Linked DNA regions of Mus musculus: region 1 is linked to region 2. Evidence: chromatin contacts called from public HiChIP or PLAC-seq data. All regions are on one chromosome and are shown on one strand. Each heading gives the region's core, a stretch centred on a gene start, on an enhancer-like site or on the middle of the called end of the contact. The rest is flanking DNA. Distances are from core to core; before and after follow the strand shown.

Evidence for each region. HiChIP or PLAC-seq counts read pairs in DNA pulled down with a chosen protein or histone mark.
Region 1: a contact with region 2 is called in an HNF4G HiChIP or PLAC-seq map of pancreatic cancer cells. The contact joins the promoter of 5830416I19Rik here to the enhancer-like site in region 2. A contact is called at or near these places in 2 of 39 promoter capture datasets (the C10 cell line and epiblast stem cells), 8 of 484 Hi-C or Micro-C datasets (the C2C12 cell line, the G1E-ER4 cell line, LSK cells and 5 more) and 4 of 115 datasets of contacts at active chromatin or transcription factors (bone marrow-derived macrophages, embryonic stem cells and pancreatic cancer cells).

Annotation. Positions count from the first base shown.
Region 1 is chr5:64,043,655-64,048,333 of GRCm38.p6, reverse strand. 5830416I19Rik (RIKEN cDNA 5830416I19 gene) reads right to left here and starts at 3,361. Exons shown (of 3, transcript NR_045384.1): 1 at 3,336-3,361; 2 at 3,147-3,185; 3 at 1-672.
Region 2 is chr5:63,980,315-63,984,673 of GRCm38.p6, reverse strand. No RefSeq gene overlaps it. Among named protein-coding and RNA genes, the nearest start is that of Rell1, 14 kb to the right of the region's middle. Within about 2 kb of position 2,188, at least 24 of the 459 cell types and tissues checked have an H3K27ac peak or open chromatin away from gene starts, as enhancers often do. A contact at or near this core is called in pancreatic cancer cells, where this site is marked.

The sequences.
Region 1 (4,679 bases), core at 2,112-4,611, 62 kb before region 2:
ACAGGTTGGCACTCGGAGAAACCACCTGAAGAATGCCGGTGCCAAATTCTTGCTTCCCTACTTGCAAACGCCCTTCAACCAGAGTCCTGTGATTCAGTGGAAAAAGCCTTTGACCACCATTGACCTCCCTGGGTCCCATGAGGCTGAGAAAGTCTTCCCAGCTCTCTGCCTGAGGGCTCTAAGAACGGAGGTAGCCGTGGACCTTGAGGCTCCAGACTCCTGGCTCCAGCATGTGGGCGGGACAGTGTCAGGAAGACTTTGCTGTTAGCTGCAGGGAAGGTGAAACAAAGGCTTTGCATTTCTGTTAAGCCCTTCCCACCTGCTTAGCTCTGCCTTTAGCTTTGGGGTTTGAGGGCCAGGTAGGGCCCTTAAGACTCTCTTATATAGAAGACAGGGGAGGAACAAGGAAGAGGACTGGGGGAGGGGAGGAGTTCTGCAGAACCAGAGATCTCTGAATCAGTGTCCTCAAGTGAAATGTCCGCCTCCAGGGATGCTGGGAGCTTAAGGTGACAGCATCCTCTGAAACAAAATGTGCTCACACGAAGGCGCACTACCATCACTCTTGGAGAAGTGGTGAAAGATGACTGGGTGGGACGTCTCCAGGTTGCCGCTTGTACTGTCAACCGTGCTGTATAGACCGAACAGCTTGCTGTCTTGGCCTACTGGCCACGGCTTAAAAAAATAAAAAAATAAAAAGTTATGTCGGCTGACTAAAGGCTCAGGAATCCAGGTAGCTATAAAACAGGTTCATAGCTGAGGTGAGAACTCTGGAAGCAATGCTTTAAGGACCAAGGCAGGGGAGAGGTTAACAGTGTAAGCTGCACCTGAGGCTCCCTGGGGTCAAGAGGGGAGGAAGGGAAGGTAAGAAAGGCGCCTTCCCTTTCCTTCTTCCTTTTTAAAGAAACAAAGATTTTCTTTTTGGCTGTTTCGGCTGGTTGTATCTTTATTCATCATGACATCACAGGAAGACTGACCCGCAAGGATTTGGCATTCTAAAGGTTTCAGTGACAAAGGTGCATAATCCGAGCACATTGCAGTAACAGGTATTTACAAAGAGTTAAGGCATTCGAGGGAGGGCCAATTATTTCTCACTAATAGGTCAGGGAGAATGAAGCATTTGATCTTTCTGAGGGTTGGCATCGCATGAATGGCTCTGGGCGTGCTGACGGATGAATGGATGAACGATCTGTGCGAGAAAAACGCACCCAGCTGCAGGTACTGACTGGATGGATGGGTTGTGAAATTAGAACCATATGGGGGTGGGAGGTGGAGGTGAATTTTGGCTCAATGTGACAATGGACGTTTGAGAAGTTTCTAGAACCAAATAGCCAGTACGAGGTAAGGACTTGCGAAATGCCTGGTGAATGTGAAGGTGCTATTAGCTTAGCTTCAGAAATCTTGACAACTTTGCAAGCAGCAGTTATCTTCATAATTCTGACTAGGGTGTAAAAGTAAGTACTAAGCAAAAGGAGCAAGAATAGAGAGTGAGGGTCAGCGACCATGTCCCCTTCTTTAGCTGCTTCCGACCTTGTATTGCTGTGAATCAGAAGAACGAGTGTATGCGCTTACAATCGGGAGGTCAACCGTGTGAGACTCCTACACCCAGGGAAGACGAGTTGTCAGTAGGGCTGGCTCCTTCTCAAGGTTCAGAGAGAACCTGTTCTCTTGTCTCTTCCTTCTTCTTGAGTCAGACCCCATCTCCACCGTAAGCATCTCCTACACGACCAGTATGCCTCTCTTCCTGCAGCTCTCAAGCCCAAATCTTATTCCCTTCATGGCATGGCGATTCTCCTTTCTCTCTCTCTTGCCTGAGAATCCTAAAAGTCCCACCTCTGTCTCCCTGCCCAGCCATTGGTCGATGGCAACTTTATTTCCTAACCAAAGCCAACTGGGGGCAGGGACCCTCCGCGTCCTACATGCAGACGTGCGAATTCCCATGTAATTTTGGGAACCCAATTAACGTAATACAAGCAATACACCAAATCTACAACCCTGCATCTCCAGTTTTCTCCGCCTCCCTTCTTCAGGAGGCAAAGAGACCCTTCATATACCCAACACTGGGTCTGTCATTCTAGAAATATCTTTTCTCGCACTGTATCCTCACTACCTCTCTCGTGATAACAGGTTCAGCTAGGAACTAAGGATAAGAGCATCCTTACGAGATAAATGTATTCCATCTGGTTCCAAGGCACAACGAAACCCAGAGAATTCACAGAACTGACCAACATCACGTAGTTGGAAAGGACAGAACTGTGTCTAGACTTCTGTGTCTGTGACTGCTTATGACATAGAACCACAGAGTACATTTTTACTGCCAGTGGATTAACATTCAAATTTCTTGCTACTTATTTTCAAAAGTAGAGCAGTCATAACGTTTGTTTGTTTTTCTTGGAAAATAACCACAGGAAAACCCAACAGTGACAGAGCTTTTTAACTTTGAGTGTGGCCCTTGCTTTTTGTTTCGTATGCCTGAAAGAGTCCCCTGGAGAGCCACCCAAGCCCTGCTGCATGTGACATGGCTCAGAGCCAGGCAGCAATCCTGCTCTTCCCACCCGGAGCCCTTGGCCGGTGGCCAGCCTGCAGCTCCGTACTCATACCCACTGTATTGTCTGCCGGGCTGGTCATGTGAAGGGATGACTGATTTAAGGACATGAACGCCATGATTCATAGGAGGGGGGGAGAGGGAGAGAGAGAGAGAGAGAGAGAGAGAACATTAGCTCACACACCAGTAGCCACTCTCAGCACTGACCCGTGTTAAGAAGAAGTGGTGCCGGTCAGACAATAGGAGAAGACCTACATCCTCTCTTTGAACTGACTGTGGCTCTGAGATTACAGGGCTTGGCCAGGAGAAGGATTTTGAGGCAATAAAGCAAAGAGCCTCTGGATAAGTCATATGCCAGGGCACAAAACATAAGTGGCTCTTTGACCTCAGTCAGCCTCCGATAGTCTCTTACAGTGGCTAAGAACTTTAGGTAGGTTTGAGTCATACAGCTACCACCACACATATTGTTGTAGCCAACGACTACATCTACTTCAAAGGATTCAGTGCTTTAACACAGGTACAAATCAGCACGGGACCCAATCATGGTAACTTCTACACCAGTGTGAGTTAGCAGGATTCTTAGGAGAGATGCAGATACAGTTACCTGGAAACGGAGTCGCCATTTCTCCATCTTCTTTCAACCCTGAGGATAGAAAGCGTTCCTACATTATCCTATACTGCCTCTGCCATTCTAGAAATAACCCTGCACCCCCACTCACCTCCCTCCCCGAACAGCGAGCTCATCCAACACGAAGCTGGCGAAGCTGGCGCGCACACCGGCTCTGACACATACCTCCCGGCAGAATAATGGGTGGCACTGAGAGTGCTTGTTCAGACCAAAGCAGAGCGGGTGAAACAAGGAAGTCGCAAAGTGTTGTGGTTTAAAACGGATAGACAGATAGACGTTTACAGTTTAGGATTACCGCCAGCGAGTACAGGGCCACGGGAGGAGACTCTCAGCCTTCAGACTATTTCTCTAACAAGGTGCTTGTCCATCCATCCCCCCCACACTTCCCCAACCTTCCCCAGCCTACCCTCCCCCGCCCCAGATAAAAGTGTCATGTGCCAAGACATGATCTCTTTAGATAACATTTTATTTATTCTTTTTATTACATTTCTTTGTTTTGTGTTCGGATGTGGGAGTGGCATATGAAAACCATCATGGGGGCTGGGATAGCAGAGACCACTCTGGAAAACGGTGTAGACCAAACTGAGACAGATGGGGAATCCCACAATCCCCTCTCAACGTCCAGCTTCCAAAGAAGGCCTGACTTCTTCAAGGTACACAGAACCTTTTAAAACTACCATCCAGTAACTGAGCCTTCACACATGCAGGTCGTTCATACTTTCAACCCAAGCCTTTCAGCCACTTTCTCTCTTCATTCTAACAAAAATAAGTAAGTAAATAATAAATAAATTCAAGAAATCAGCCCCCCACCAAGTTTTTCTTGATCAAAATGCCTCAAAAAGAGGAGGCTGTCTCTAACCCAGAAGTGTAATTTGACGCCTGTCTGCAGCAGTCTTCTGTGCTGATTAGCATGGACATAAATATTCATGTGCTGATTCATGAGGAGGAGGTGGCAACGAAGAAAGCATCAATAATTGTTGATTGTTATTAGCCATAAGTGGGGCTAGCAGAATGAGCTTATTATCCCCCAAGAAATGACATTAATGTTGGTTTCACACACACACAAACACATACACACACACACAGAGACTGCAACATGCATAGGAGACAAAGCCTAGATTGCACACATATAACGAGTCTTTCTTTTGCCATCTGTTCTTGAATTTTTTATTTAAAAATCTCTGACACATGAGTATTTGTGATGGAGGAAGTTGGCAACCACTTTGCACTCATTCTCCAAGGGGCCTGGAGGCCAGAGCATCCCACCAGCAGCTGCATGGTGCAGAGGTGGGCTGCCACTGGCACTTCTGTCTCCACACAATGGGAAACATTGTCCCTCTGTTCAGGTTGGAGATGTCTTTGGAGACCTATTATCCCGGGAACAAATAGAATGATACAATATATCCGTTGTGTTTGACAAATAAGGGAATAGGTACCACTGAGAGTCTAAACTGTCCTTAGTGTATTTGTTAGGATAAAGGGCAAGCTGCTATAATGCAGACTGTTTTT
Region 2 (4,359 bases), core at 939-3,438:
GAAGAACCTTTCTAAACAGGTCCATTCCCCACCCCCACCCCCGCCCCGCCCCGCCCCATCCTTTCTTTTCCACTACCTCTGGTGGGTAGTAGGTTACAAGGAAGGCTGAAGTGTTTCAGAACCATCGTTAAAAATAAGATTAAAGCCGGGCGTGGTGGCGCACGCCTTTAATCCCAGCACTCGGGAGGCAGAGGCAGGCGGATTTCTGAGTTCGAGGCCAGCCTGGTCTACAAAGTGAGTGCCAGGACAGCCAGGGCTACACAGAGAAACCCTGTCTCGAAAAACCAAAAAAAAAAAAAAAAAAAAAAAAAATAAGATTAAAAAAATTAAAATTACAGTCTTTTCATGGAATTTGATAACCTGATCTTGAAATGTAAAGTGAAAAGGAACTGTCAAGAATAGTCAGGATATTTTGGAACAAGAGCAAAACACACAGACACTTGTCATCACAGATACAAACAATGATTTCTGAGTCACGAGTGTGGAAGTGCGCTGCCTGCAAAAGGGATCTGGAGAGTAGAATGTAAATGCTGAGGACAGACATCGTGGTCACAGAAGCTTGATTCGTGATGGGTTTAGCCAGGAAGGCAGGTCATTGGGCAAAGGCCAAGCAAGCAAGCACACTCTTACTTCACATCACACACAGTATTAGATAGAGGTCAATGTGAGAGTAATTAAGGTCAATGTATAAGTAGACAAAAGACACAAATACTCATATTAGAAGATGGAATATAAGTCGGGCGGTGGTGGCGCACGCCTTTAATCCCAGCACTTGGGAGGCAGAGGCAGGCGGATTTCTGAGTTCGAGGCCAGCCTGGTCAACAGAGTGAGTCCAGGACAGCCAGGACTATACAGAGAAAAAACAAAAACAAAAACAAACAAAAAAAGACGGAATATTAATGGCCAATAAACATATATGCAAAGGTGTTCAACTTCCATATCAATCAAGGAAGCACAGACTAAACCCATTCAAGTGAGCTGAGTGTACTAATGACCTCAATTCTCACGTTTTCCCATGCTACACTCCAGAGAAGTGCCAGCCTTCACTGATTGGCCCTTTCTCATCCATCCTCAAGCTTACAGTAGCAAATTGACTTCAGGCAGAGCTCGTAGAAGTGCTTCATGTTTCTGTTCTTTCTCTTGTGCCCTTCAGTATACATTTCTGAAGAGCTATTATCTATCTATCATCTATCTATCTATCTATCTATCTATCTATCTATCTATCTATCTATCTATCATCTATCATCTATCTAGTTATAGATTGAATTGTGTTCCCACTAAAGATATGTTGAAGTCCTAACTCCTAGTAGCTCAGAATGTAGCCTCATTTGGAAATAGAGTCATTACAGACTTAATTAGCTAAGATGAAGTCATAGTGGAGTAAGGTAGGTATTTAGCACCATATGACCTGGTGTCCTCATAAGGGGAGAAGAAACAGACCAGATCAGGGAATGCCTGGGGATAATGGAAGCTGGAAGAGACAAGGATCCTCTCCTAAAGGCTTCAGAGGGAGCAGAACCCTCCAGATCTGTGAGACAAAGGATGCCTGCTGTTACGCCAAGCAGTTTGTGCCATTTTGCTACAGATACGCTAAGACATCAATACAAACACTGGGAAGTGGGGAACTTCTAAAACACCGTATATATTATAAATGGAAGTTACTCTGGATATTCAGTAGACACATCAAGAATTCTGAAGTCCGTGACCGAAAGAGCCTGGATTCCCTTGGAGAAACAGTGGGTAGAAAGATGAGCCTTGAAGGTTCCTGGTGATGACTTAGAAGAAAATGATGAACATGCCTGTGGATACACAGGAGGAAACTTGATTTGTCTTACAAAGTAGCAGAAGACTGTGAAATGGGTTCCTGTACGGAGTGCAAAGCAGAATAAGTAAGGAATAAAATCAACTGACAGAACAGTCAAGTAAAGAGTGGAAGTTTCCACCTGCTTTCTCTTTGCTCTTTATAGTAAAACAAGTGACAAAAGGGACAAATTAGGGAACGAGCTGTTAAGGAAAAGGGGATTAAGCACCTGATGTTCTGGAAAGTTGTTCACTCCGTCCAGATATCCTGTTGTGGGAACAGAAAGCTACGCAGTGAGAAAACTGTTTGCTGAAAAGATTAAGGTGTGACTCAGAGCCAATCAACCCTCTCAGCAGAAGCGCGGTCATTCAGGAAGGCAACCGGGAGACTCTGATGGCTCGGATCCAACAGGAGGCTGACAAGGATTCCAAGAATCCAACTCCAGCAGAACGCTTCTGCCGACACTTCACCCGGGGATAGGAAGGAAGAACTCCTAGGCTGGAACCACGCTGCAGGAGCCTGGCTCACAGAACTGCCTCAGGTGTCAGAGTGGGACACTGAACAACAGGAGTCTGTTTTAAGGCCTTCAGATACAAAGTAAAATGTCCTGCTCAGAGGGAGAGGATGGGGGTCGGGGAGGTATTCATATTTGCCCAAGATTCATTCCATCTCTAACTACCTCAAAATATCTGCAAAACCTTATTCATCTTCACCACATACACTTTCTTAAAAGTCTTTAAGGTCACCTGGGCATGGTGGTGCAAGCCTTCAATCCTAGCACTCAGGAGGCAAAGGCACGCCATCTCAGTGAATCTGAGGCCAGCCTGGTCTGCACATAGTGAGTTCCATGACAGCAAGGGTCACAGAGAGACAGAGAAATCTTGACTAACATTAATAATAATAATAAAACAATAAAAGGAGAGTGTCTTCTACGGCGATTAAAACCACCATGCCTTGTGTAAAGTAAAAATACCAGTTGTCTAGTTTTTTTAGATACCATTTGTATATTGCTAATTATCAAAACCAATCATCATACAACATAATGGACAGAGGGGAGGTGCTGTAGGGAAGCGCAAGGATATTTGACGTGCTGATAGTTAGAGAGGGTGTAGATATTTCAGTTATAGTGGTTTATCTTTACAATGCTGCTTGGTAAACCCAGGCATGCTCAAATGTGTTCGTCTTTTCCCTCGTTGAGCTTTCCAGTATGGTAGCCGCCAACTTCATTCAGCTTTAACTGAATATAAACTAAATAAAAATTTGACACTGCCTTTCTTTTTCTCACTGACCTTATTTCGGATGTCCAGTGGCCACATGTGTGGCTAGTGGCTACATACTAGTGCAGACCGAATGCTCCCTTCTCACACAAGTATTCGGCAAGGCCTAGTCATCAAGAAGCCTAAGCTATAGCCCCACCCTCACCCCATCTTTTGTTTTGTTTTAATTTTTTTGTATCGAGACGGGGTCCTGTTAAGTTTTCCAAGATGGCCTTTCACTAATTCCTCTTTCCTCAGTCTTACTGTTAATTGGAACCACTGATCTTTCCTACCAGGTCTAGTAAGGCGGGTACTTCTTGAAGGATAAAAAGAAAGTGAACGATTAAACAATGAAACAGCCAGAATTTTTATTCATTTGATAGTGTTGCCTAATGTCATGATAGAGGCAACTCCCGCCAATGTCCTGATTGTCCTCTTGACTCAGAGCATCCATGTTAAAGTGTTTGAACACGCTACAGACCAGAATCAGGACCCTAGCTACCTATTGGTGGCTTGACGATCTACCTTAGGGTCAGTTGATGAAATTTAAAGTTCTTATTTTAATCCCCTCTGTGTAGACAGTATTTGAGGCAGTTCACATTTTGCATCCAAGCAGCACCCTACTGGGGCTCTAGCTCAGTTGGTAGAACACTTGCCTAGCATCACATGGCCTTGGGTCCAGTCCCAGCACTGCATAAACCAGGCATGATGGTACCTGGCTAGAATCCTAGCACTCAGGAGGTTGAGGCAGGAGGATGAAGTTCAGGGCCTTCTTAGGTTACATAGTGAGTTCAAAGCAACACAAACAGAGCCTTGGATACATGAGACTCTGTCTCAAAAAATAATTTTTTTGAAACAACAACAACACAAAAATCAAACAATCATCCAATATTTCCTCCCCCTTAGCTGCCAACTGTTTAAGAAAGGTCCAGCACAAATTTCCCCAGTGACATTTCAGTCTACTCCCTCTTGGCCAGGATCAAACTGCTTTTGACTTTTGAGAGTCCTCAGCTACAAGAGATGGACGGGGAAACAAACGGCACTGCCTACAGATGTCAGTTTTGAATATAACTCTCTGTTAGGGAAGTTACAGCTGATCATTTCTCTACGCTTCCAACTCAGAAACCATGCCGAGCTTCGTTAGGAAGAAATCCATGCTCACGTGTCCTTTCTTCTTTCCAGTTTTGAAGTCAGCGCACACAGTGATGGCTTTCACTGTGGCTTTTTCACACACGTGTGTTAGGATATTTCTCTAATTCATACTTTTCATCTCCTCGGTTCTTGGCACAATGATCTTGGCTT